Linked DNA regions of Danio rerio: region 2 is linked to region 1. A link is a contact called in public Micro-C data. All regions are on one chromosome and are shown on one strand. The core of a region is the stretch at or near the end of the contact, and the rest is flanking DNA. Distances in the headings are between cores, read along the strand shown.

Evidence for each region. Hi-C and Micro-C count contacts between places; a contact is called where the count stands out from the background.
Region 2: a Micro-C map of caudal fin shows a contact between it and region 1, with 3 times the contacts expected there. The contact joins the enhancer-like site here to the promoter of dlc in region 1. A contact is called at or near these places in 1 of 18 Hi-C or Micro-C datasets (caudal fin) and 1 of 4 datasets of contacts at active chromatin or transcription factors (gastrula embryo).

The regions. Positions count from the first base shown.
Region 1 is chr15:22,958,490-22,963,853 of GRCz12tu, reverse strand. It overlaps dlc (deltaC), which reads left to right and starts at 1,726. Exons shown (of 9, transcript NM_130944.1): 1 at 1,726-2,021; 2 at 2,118-2,351; 3 at 2,456-2,513; 4 at 2,631-2,888; 5 at 3,236-3,597; 6 at 3,691-3,907; 7 at 4,246-4,939; 8 at 5,030-5,144; 9 at 5,249-5,364. The coding sequence starts at 1,971. The coding sequence ends at 5,254.
Region 2 is chr15:22,996,156-23,001,674 of GRCz12tu, reverse strand. The region is part of intron 4 of timm50 (translocase of inner mitochondrial membrane 50 homolog (S. cerevisiae)); the gene reads left to right. Among named protein-coding and RNA genes, the nearest start is that of timm50, 24 kb to the left of the region's middle. Within about 2 kb of position 3,069, at least 2 of the 62 cell types and tissues checked have an H3K27ac peak or open chromatin away from gene starts, as enhancers often do. A contact at or near this core is called in caudal fin, where this site is marked.

The DNA of each region.
Region 1 (5,364 bases), core at 477-2,976:
TTTAGATGGTCCGTTGAATTTGTTACATTGCATCATTAGATTAAGTAGACTGTTAAGTTGGGGTTAGGGTTAGTGTAAGTTGGCATGTACTTGCAAGGTTTCTTATAGTCAGTTAAATGTCTGTTAAAGGAGCAGTAACAGATATTAAGCAGACAGTATTGGACCATGAAAATAAAGTGTTACCCCATGTTTTGCTAAACAGTTATTTACTATACTTGCCTTTTATACAGATAATAACTCTTAAATGCTAAAGTATGTTGTTATATCAACACTGTTAATCATGATGGTATTCAAATGAACGACATAATTCGTAGAGTCCCTTCATTTACTCGCCTTTTCTTGTTTACACAGATAATAAGTTTTGTTTACGTGTTCACCCTTGTGTTTATCAAAAGCCAAGAAACCAGACGGTCTTGATAATTGTCCGACAATAAATTAACAATAGCGGACCTTCTTAACCCCCCTAATCATATGGTGCCGTCCAGTGGGCAAAGCGTGCCTGGGGTAAAGATGGGGCCAGCGGAGGCACGCGCTGCTCTCATTAGAATCACAATAGAAAATCACTAAAGCACGAGCAACAGTTTGGAACGCCGCGCATTGTTAGCGCGTGTCTCCTATGTTTATCCCTCAACATGACCCAAAACACAGCGACAGAATATTCATTTAATACTCTGACGTAAAAAATTAACTCGCAAAGTAATTTATTGTTTGTTATTTTAATTTTATTTATTTCAGCACATCTGAGTAACATTTCAGATGCATGCAAACTTTGATTTCATGCATACAAGCTACGGATTGAATAGCCTACGTTTTTTTTTTTAATATATAGACTTTATTAAAATGAATGCATCAGAGGCTAGAAAGCATGCAAGGTGTGGTGATAACGCGGTGTGTGTAATACACAAACCAAGATTGCGAAGCGCAAACACAGTGCGCAGGTGCGCGCAGATTATCATACAGCTGTATTGAAAGCCCCCTCCCAGCACACGTACACACACTCTTACTCCAGAAAGCAATTATCTGCAATCTTAAATGTTCTATGCAACCCCCACCATTTCGCCCTCTTTACCAAAGACCTACAATCCAAACCCAAGATAACAAAAGAGCCCTCCGGATCTTTCCAGCGCACAAAAAAGCGCTTGCCGGTTTAACGACTCACACGCGTCAGAACAATTACAGATTTTAGAACTGAATTAAAAGGGATGTGCCAATCCCCTCCACCCAAAGCCCCTCCGCGATCGCAGACGAATATTCTTAAGACAAAAACAAACTTTTAGAGAATTGCTTGGCACGCGACATTGTTAAAAATACAATGGACCGGTAGTCCAAATTAAATTATTATTTTTTTCACATAATACAGGGCGGAACAGTTTAATAACCTCATTAATATGTTTTTAGTTTTTTTAAAGTTCAGAATGTATTCCTATAATGTCCAGGAAAACAATATGTAAATTGTGATTTGGCTTTTGTTATAATTTATAAACCAGCATGAGATAGGCCTAATTTGATATCTGGTTGTGGTTAGCGTGGGTTTCCAAAAAGTTTTTAGGCTTACAAATTGTTTCAGCGTTCATGTAATATCAGTTTTACTATAAAATGAACGTAAAGCGTCATGACGTATAGTTGCTAATCAAATAATTTAATGAAAGAACATTTATGACTTCATTTGCATTGGCCACGCCTCCTACCGGTCGCTACAAAAGCCAAGCGCAGCCTTCACTCCATAAGAAACGTAACTGAAGGGTCCAAAGTCCCCTGGAGCTAGAAATCTGTTTTTATTTGCTTTGTAGGCTCCAAACACATGCGACATTGAGATACTTTTTTATAAGAAATGTTCATTCGTTTAACTTTTTAACTTTACGCATTTTTACAACTACTTTTTCCCTTTAAATCGTGGATAATACTACAAACATTCATATCGGACTACTCTCACAGTCTGCTATCGTTCAGTAGCAGACAAGAAGGCAAAGATGGCTCGTGTTTTATTAACGTGTTTTTTTATTTTGATATCATCGCATCTGGTGAGTATTCAGAATTATTATTTGATAGTCAGCTGTTCTCTGACAACGTATAGGCTACAAAGAGTGCTACAATTAATCCTGTTTTAATTCTCATAGGGGAAATCATCCGGTGTGTTTGAGTTGAAAGTTCTGTCTTTCACAAGCACGAGCAGTGTGTGTAAAGGGTCCAGCGACTGCCAGATCTTTTTCCGTGTTTGCCTGAAGCACTCGCAAGCACTCATATTACCTGAGCCGCCGTGCACCTACGGCACCGGAATGTCAGAAATACTGAGCGCGGACTCCATCTCCAGCAGTGCGTATATAAGCGTGCCTTTTAATTTCAAGTGGCCGGTAAGTAGTAATAAATCTTATACGTACGATTCGTTGTCAGCTCTTATGTATGTGGCATATAGATGTATTCGTGTATTACTTAACAAAGTGTGCTGTGATTACAGGGAATCGTCTCTTTGATAATCGAAACCTGGAACGCAGAAACCTCTGACCAGTCAACAGGTAGCCTATACGCGTCCACTTTTTTTGCCTCACCTGCGTAGTTTTAGAAATAAACAAAATATGTATGCGGTCGCCCCCTCCTATTTTTTAACAAACAACTCATTTAATTAATTTCAGAGAATAACAACAACATGATAAGCCGTTTGGCCACCAAAAGAAGACTCGCTATCGGTGAGGACTGGTCTCAGGACGTGCATCTCGGTGAGCAAAGCCAACTGCGCTTTTCTTATCGTGTCGTGTGCGATGAATTCTACCACGGCGAGGAATGCTCGGATTTCTGCCGCCCACGGAATGATACCTTCGGCCACTTCAACTGTGACGCCGCTGGCAACAGAATTTGCCTTCCTGGATGGAAAGGCGATTATTGCACCGAACGTAAGTGTTTATGAATAGCCATAGTACATTGTTTTTTGGGGGAGAGCAAAAGGAAATCAGCGAAAATAACGCGGGCAAGTTCAACGGCTTCTTCAAACGTCCAAGTTTGCTTTTGTTCACTGTAACAATAGAAGCAAAGAGCACAATTTAACAAGCACACGCGCTGAAACCTAATATGCTCTGCCTTCCGTGAAGAAGACGGCATGTGTTTCTTTTGTGTGCGTCCCAGCTGCTTGGTTCAGTACTTAACAAATACTTGATGTGCCTGAGCCTCCAGGAGGGGGGGTGGTTTTATGATGCCCAGTCATTCTAATGTCCCCCTTTCTCTCCCTATCCTTTCTAAACAGCCATCTGCTTGTCTGGCTGTAGTGAGGAGAACGGTTATTGTGAGGCCCCCGGTGAGTGCAAGTGCCGGATTGGATGGGAAGGCCCCCTCTGTGATGAGTGCACGCGGCACCCAGGGTGCTTGCATGGCACCTGCAACCAGCCTTTTCAGTGCACTTGCAAAGAAGGTTGGGGCGGTCTATTTTGCAATGAGGATCTGAACTTTTGCACTAATCACAAGCCCTGTAGAAATGACGCCACGTGTACCAACACCGGCCAGGGCAGCTACACCTGCATTTGCAAGCCTGGCTTCAGTGGCAAAAACTGTGAGATCGAAACCAATGAGTGTGACAGCAACCCCTGCAAGAATGGAGGCAGTTGCAATGTAAGCAGCCAGTTATGGCACTTCTGTCAAGTCTTGTTTTTTCTTGTCATCGTAGAAGCTGGATTGCTAATGGTTATTTCTTTTTCTTCCCAGGACCAGGAGAATGATTACACTTGTACATGCCCGCAAGGCTTCTATGGCAAGAACTGCGAGGTCAGCGCCATGACCTGTGCCGATGGACCCTGCTTCAATGGTGGAACCTGCATGGAGAAGGGATCCGGTAGCTATTCCTGCCGCTGCCCTCCTGGATACATGGGCTCCAACTGTGAGAAGAAAATCGACCGGTGCAGCAGTGACCCCTGTGCTAACGGTGAGAATATTTTGCACTTATCTTCAGTCCTAAATGCAATTCATTCCAGCCATCTACACCTCTTGAAACATGCTGATCCTTCAGCTTTTTTTGTTTTGGGATTCGTCAACTGTGCGTGACATACTACTCATGCATGATAGAACAGACGCCAGTGAGACTCTTACACTGATATGGTGAGATAGAGCTGTCATAAAGCAATAGACCTTTATTAGTCTAAAACATGCACAATTGCTTTCCCAAGGGTTGCTTGCCCTGGTTTACTCCTTTGTCCTAATTATTCAATTTCACTTTCCAAAATTTTAGGCTTATTACGTTAACACCCTGCATTTTTTTTAAAGGTGGCCAGTGTCTCGATTTGGGCAACAAAGCGACGTGCCGTTGCCGGCCCGGGTTCACAGGCTCACGTTGTGAAACAAACATTGACGACTGCTCAAGCAACCCCTGTCAAAATGCAGGCACCTGCGTGGATGGTATCAACGGGTACACCTGCACATGCACGCTTGGTTTCTCAGGCAAGGACTGTAGGGTTCGCTCTGACGCCTGCAGTTTCATGCCCTGCCAGAACGGAGGAACCTGCTACACTCACTTCTCTGGGCCTGTCTGCCAGTGCCCGGCAGGCTTCATGGGCACACAGTGCGAGTACAAACAGAAGCCCACGCCTGTGAACAGCCCTGCTCTTCCAGCAGCCTTAATAGTCTCATTTACTCTAGGCCTCATTACTCTGACCTTAGTGATCTGTGCTGCCATTGTGGTCCTGCGACAGATGCGTCAGAACCACAAAGCCAGCTCAACCACAGTTCGAAACAACCTGGATTCTGTCAATAATCGCATTTCTTTGAGCCCAACCTCCACTTTAGGTAGAGAGAAGGAGGCCTTCCTTATTCCTGGTGGCCCATTTAAGGTGTCCAATAAAGATATGGCGCTCAGATCCACCTCTGTAGACACACATTCCAGTGACAAATCAAACTATAAGCAGAAGATGGTGGACTACAATCTGAGCATTGATGAAAAGCACACAAACAACAAACTAGAGTAAGTTCACGTTCAAGTAATCTTCAGTTTCTGTTCACAATTTCTGTTTCATTTTATATGCATAACGTGGATGTGTTTCCGTAATTTCAGGAAAAACTCTGAATCAACATTGCTGGTTCCACCTTTAAACTATCCAAAAGAGGGAGTGTATCATCCTGTGTACATCATTCCCGAACACATAGAACAACGTGTGTTTGCTACTGAGGTAAGTATCTTCTGTCTTTTTTTTTTTTTTGCTAACTTTTTTTAGGCAGAACGCTTTCAAAGAACGTGCATCAATGCCATTTTTTCCTTTCTGTCCTTCCTCAGGTATAGCAGAATTCTTCAATCTGGAGCACCTCAAACACCAGTGGGCCTGACCACAAAAATGTTTACAGTCTCTAAGGACAAAAGGAAGACGTGAAGAGAGTATATATCACATGCAT
Region 2 (5,519 bases), core at 1,820-4,319, 36 kb before region 1:
TTGTTCACCTGTCAGGTTAGCAGGGCACATGATGGATTTCTGGTGCCACACAGCACATTTACTCAGTGCCAGCGGGTGTCACCACACTTCACAGCCAAATGTTCCAGGGGGCTGAACCCCAGCTCTTGACCCCTGTATGCATCAATCTCTCAATTACACGGATTGGCCCTATACCAGTGCCATGTCACATGTGCCAATTCACGTTGGCATTTGTTTTGTTGCCCGTTTTCATGCAGCATTGACTCTTAATTGTGTGTTTTTAAATTATGAGGCTTGTGCTTCTTCTTTTTGTCTGTTTTAAGGTAACTGTTCACACAAAAATAGAAATTCAGTCACCATGTAATGTTATAACCATGTGTCATTTCTAACGTGTGTGACTTTTGTTACAACATAAAACATTTTTAAAGAACATTCTGGCCGTTATAACAGATATATTTTACATTTGACATCCATTTATGTCCCTTTGAAGTTTGGAAACTGTTGAATTAATGTGGAAAAACATATACAGGCAAAACAAAATAATATCGTAGCTCCTGACAATGTATTGAGGTCTCATGAAGCATAATGACCATTTTTATTTTTAATAATGTACAATGTATTGCACAGAACAATTGTTTGGCTTCAAAATACCTGAAACACATATTTGCGGGTGTTAACTTTGTTTAATCCACATGCATTTTCCTGGCTCTCATTAATTATTCATTCTTTTTTTTTTATGAATCAACAAAAAAAAAAAAAACAGTGTCTTTATCAATGGTCTTCATAGTATAAATGCTTTTTTTTTTAAAGCAGCAATCTAATAAATACATTTATTGTACTTAACTACCTAAAAAATATTTATATCTTATTCTGTAATAAATAAATATTATAAACTCTATTTATAACCCTAATGAATATGGAAATAGGCAGGGCTTAATTTGTGCCAGGACACGCGGGATGTGGCACCTATGAAAACTAGTACTGCACCTCATTTTACCAATCCCCCTCCTTAACCGCTCTTCTCCCCCATTCGCTGTTCACTTTCACTTTCTTCCGTGACTCTTCAATCTTCTTCACCTTCATACGCGACAACCCTGCGTTCTTCACTTTTGTCATTATGCCATCCGTCGACCCCACCCCTCGCAATTCACAAATTAAGCACTGGAAATAGGAAATATCTTACAACCCGTCTAGCTGCATGTTACAGTTTAAAAATATTTGACATTAAACCTTATGCAATATACATTACAAATCTTTGATTTGCATATTTTATTAATTGAATTCATCCTTACAGATTTTATCTAAAAAATTTTGTATTAAAGGTTTTGTATAAAGTTTCTAGAAAGATTTTGTATAAAAAGTATTATTGGACCAGTTATTTGTAAAATTTACTTTAAGCTTCACAAAAGGAAACTCATAAAAGTTTGGTACTGTATGAGGATGAGAAAATGATGATTGAATTTTATTTTATTTTATTTTTTCTCCTGTGGGTGTGATGTTCCTTTAAAATTGCCTTCCTGTCAGTGACTGTGTTTACATGGACATCAGTAATCAAATTATTTGCCTGATTTGAATAAGACAATATTATGGTAATGTTTACATGAGTTGCTTTTTGAAATTTCGTTTCATGATCCCGTTTTGTATGTCATAGCACATAATTCGATTAACGTCACTGCATCAGCATGCCATCCACGTTTTCTCTGGAGTTTTATGTAATTTTGCGTGTTTAATTCTTATTTGTTGCTTTAACTGCAGTTTGCCACTTTCACTTTCATTCAGGAACATTTTATGCATGCCCCCATGACAAACGAGATATTGGATGCGAGTATGAACGCTGGAAGAGTGAATTTAATAAAATTTGATATTGCACGTCGTTTGGGGAGTAAAAATCTGCATTTCTCGATGCAGGTGTCTTTGGTCCTTCACTGACCTGTAGGTGCAGAGAATAGTATCAAACAACCGTGTGTGTATATCCTGTCACAAAATGCAGCGAAAATCCTACATGACAGCGGTGTTTACATGTCTGTACTGCACTTCAATAATGCGACTTAAATTGGCATACTCCACATGTCTTAACCTGATTTTTCTTTAGTTGGATTATGATTTTAATCGAATAATATTAATAAAAAATCGCTGTTTAAATGGTAGATTCTTAATCCGAGTATTGTCTTAATCATATTAAAATCAGATTATTGGTGTCCATGTAAAAATACTCACTGAAAGCTGGTTTATGCTAACTTCATCTGTTTGTTCTTCTCCGAACAAATTTATAACGCCATCAACCATAGATACTTTATCTTCAGAGCAGGCATCAGCATTAATAGAGTGAAGGTAGACGCTACATTAAAGCAGACCACCTGCTATTTTCATTTTCCCGCTGATGTTGATTGAGATAGCAGGCAGCTTTCGCATCCTCCACGCGATCGCTTGGTCTCATCATAATTACGTAATTAATTCTACACGTTCCCTGTAGTGTCCTTCTCTTCCCACACCACCTCGATTTATTACCTCCGAGCCTGGAGCACTGCTGTCCAACACTAATGCTCTTATAGCTTTTAATGCCATAACGAAGGGCTATGATTACTTTAGGGACCGAGGTGAAACGCCTACTCCCTCATGGGAGTGGAGAAGCAGGTTTTCGGCCTCCTGGGCCCAGATTCACCCTCCCTAACACAGCAGAAGGCCAGCGTGATGAAGAGTGGACCCTTGATAAGCAGCGTCCTCTGGGAGACGGGACAAGGCACACTTCTTTAAAAAAAAAAAACCTTTTCTGCCTTGCCAAGTGACGGCATTCAATGCAGGACGCGTACATGTGCCTCCCGCGTTAGTCCGCCTCATTATTAGGAGCTGCATCACTCAATTTGCACAAGATGGCAACTGGCCAGTCTCTTTCACATGAAGTTATGTTTGTTATGCGACTGCAGAGACTAAAAAAATAAATCTTCCCAGTGTGTTTGTTTGAAACCTTGGAAACTGCTTGCTCGGTTTTATTTGTATAATGTTTGGAATTTAATGACAGATTCACCATCACCTGGGTCTGTTATCTAAAATGACATGTGTAGTCTTGTAGAGTGTTGATTGAGATGTATGTGGAGGAGGAATTGTTTTGCTTGAGCTTAAACGGACAAAGATTTCATAACAACTTACAGCTACATAGTGATCAGGAAATAAAATTAGAAAGCTGTTTAACATGCTCTGGTGTGAAAACTAAAAAGTATACATTTTTAGTTTATTTCCATTATTATACTGCATTGGAAAATGCTACTGATTCAAACTTTTAAGGAAAATTATCTTGAGGCTTTTAAACCTAGAAAAATAACTGAAAATAAGTTTGTCTAATAGATTTTGGTTGGATATTTGTTTATTTTTGTCTGTTTGGATGTTTTTATCTGTTGACTAGGAGGAAAAATTACAGTGAAAGTGACTAAAAAATACACAAAAGCAAACAAAAAGTGCTCAGGGGCAGCTTAAATAATGTGTTGTTGCTCTGTAGGTAAGGGGTTCATCAAAATAAACAGCAAAAACCAGTTCAAGGCACTCGAAAAATGTGGAAAAAATATTAAAAAGCCTTTCTTGACATGGCTATTTCTTATAACTGTGCCTGTTTTAGGAATAGTCGTGTCAATAAAGGCTTTTTAATATTTTTTCCACATTTTTCGAATGCCTTGGGCTAATTTTTACTATTTATTTATTACTTTTAATGTCACTTGCATGTTAAATATGTCAAATATCTGAATGGTAATATACTTATTTTTCTCTCTTTATATAGTATACTCTATGTAGGGTTGTGCGATTTAATTAAAATCATATCGAAATCATGATTTAAATGTGTGAATTCCAAATAGCCTTACAGCACAATTTTTTATGATCTATGCATGGCAAAAATATTTGTAGAGTGTGGACATGTTAAAAGTAGACGCAACTACTACTAATATTTGCTCAAGCAGGACCTCAGAGCCTTACTTAAGTTTGACGGCACACACACACTACTTAATTTATTTGTTTTGTCATAGGCCTGTTCTAGAGACAAATTGTTACACTTTTATTAGATTTCTTTCATTTTTTTCCCTTTTGTCTGTTTTAGAGACATGTTACAGTAGGGCTGGGCGACTTAATCGAAATCAGCATTTAAAACCTCTAGTCGATCTAATTTTTCCAGGAAAATTTTATCAATTACTTTCCCAAACCGTTTGTGAAGTCACGTGACCCTGCTCTGTTAAGACTAAATTATACTTCTATTATGATTTATACTTATAATATTATGATATTATACTTCTGCCAAAGGCAGGTGTGCAGTCCTGCGCAGCCTTCGCCTTCTCAAGAAAAAAAATGTAATTACATCTCGCACCGACGCCTAGCGCAAGCTTTGTGATTGGTCTGTTTGGTAGCAGGGTGGCGCAGAGAGCCGAGTTTTAGGCAATGTGTGGTTTAATTTATTTGTTCAGCGTTGATGTTCAATAAATAACGATAGATAGTAGATAGTGTGTGTTTACTTTTAATTATTTTAAAATCAAGTAATGCACCCTACATTCAAAAATCTCTCACTTGTGATATGTGTTACCGTACAATTACTTTAAGGGCAAAAACATAAAATAAATACATAAAATAATCTCTCACTGATCGTAATAGAGTTAAAATGTTCAATTAATTGAGATTTTGATATTAGGCCTAATTGCCCAGCCCTATGTTACATTAATTTTCTTTTCAGCTTAGTCTCTTTATTAATACGCGATTAAATCAGCGATTAAAGATTTAATTATTTTTAGTTGAAAATACGTTTCAGTTTCACACTGTAAAACGTCTTTGTGTGTCAAAATCGTGATTAGAATTGAAATAGCAATATTGTTCAAGAAAATCGTGATGAGTTCCTTTTGCCTGTATCGCAAAGCCCTAATTCTATATACATAGTATAGTATATACTATTCTATACATTTACTGAAAAAACTGATTCTAAATGATATTTATTGTGAAAAGAACCACTGTTCCTCTTCAAAAAAAGAAAACCATCTTCAGTAGTTTGTTGTTCTTATTCCGTCTCTTGTTTGTTTCCCTTGAAACAATCACCCAGTTCAGGGTTGACTCCACTTGGGCAAATTAATTAGCGCACAAACAATTCAAGCTGTGCACACATTGTAAAAATCAGGTGCTGTGTGTACATCACACACTGTTCTGAAGAAATCCACATCAAAAGCAAACAACTGCTAAGCAGGATAGTGGATCAGATTTGTGGGGATTTTTTTTGACAGTGATTTTTGTTGTTTACTTCAACCTTGTGTCTTTGTACTTGGAGAATAGTTTGACCTCGAGCATAAAATGCCTCATTAGCAATTTGTAAGTCATCCAGAAGACACTAGCCCATGTCTGGTACTCTATCCACACAGAACAGTTAGATCCCCATAACACAGCACAGAGAGAGGGGCCGCACCTAAAGACCACTTTTCATGGCTGGAGAAAGCAGCGATTGACAGGGAGGAAAAAGACAAGAGGCACCCAAAGAATGGGATGGAAGAAAGGCAATTGAGTAATGGCCTTTGGCAAAC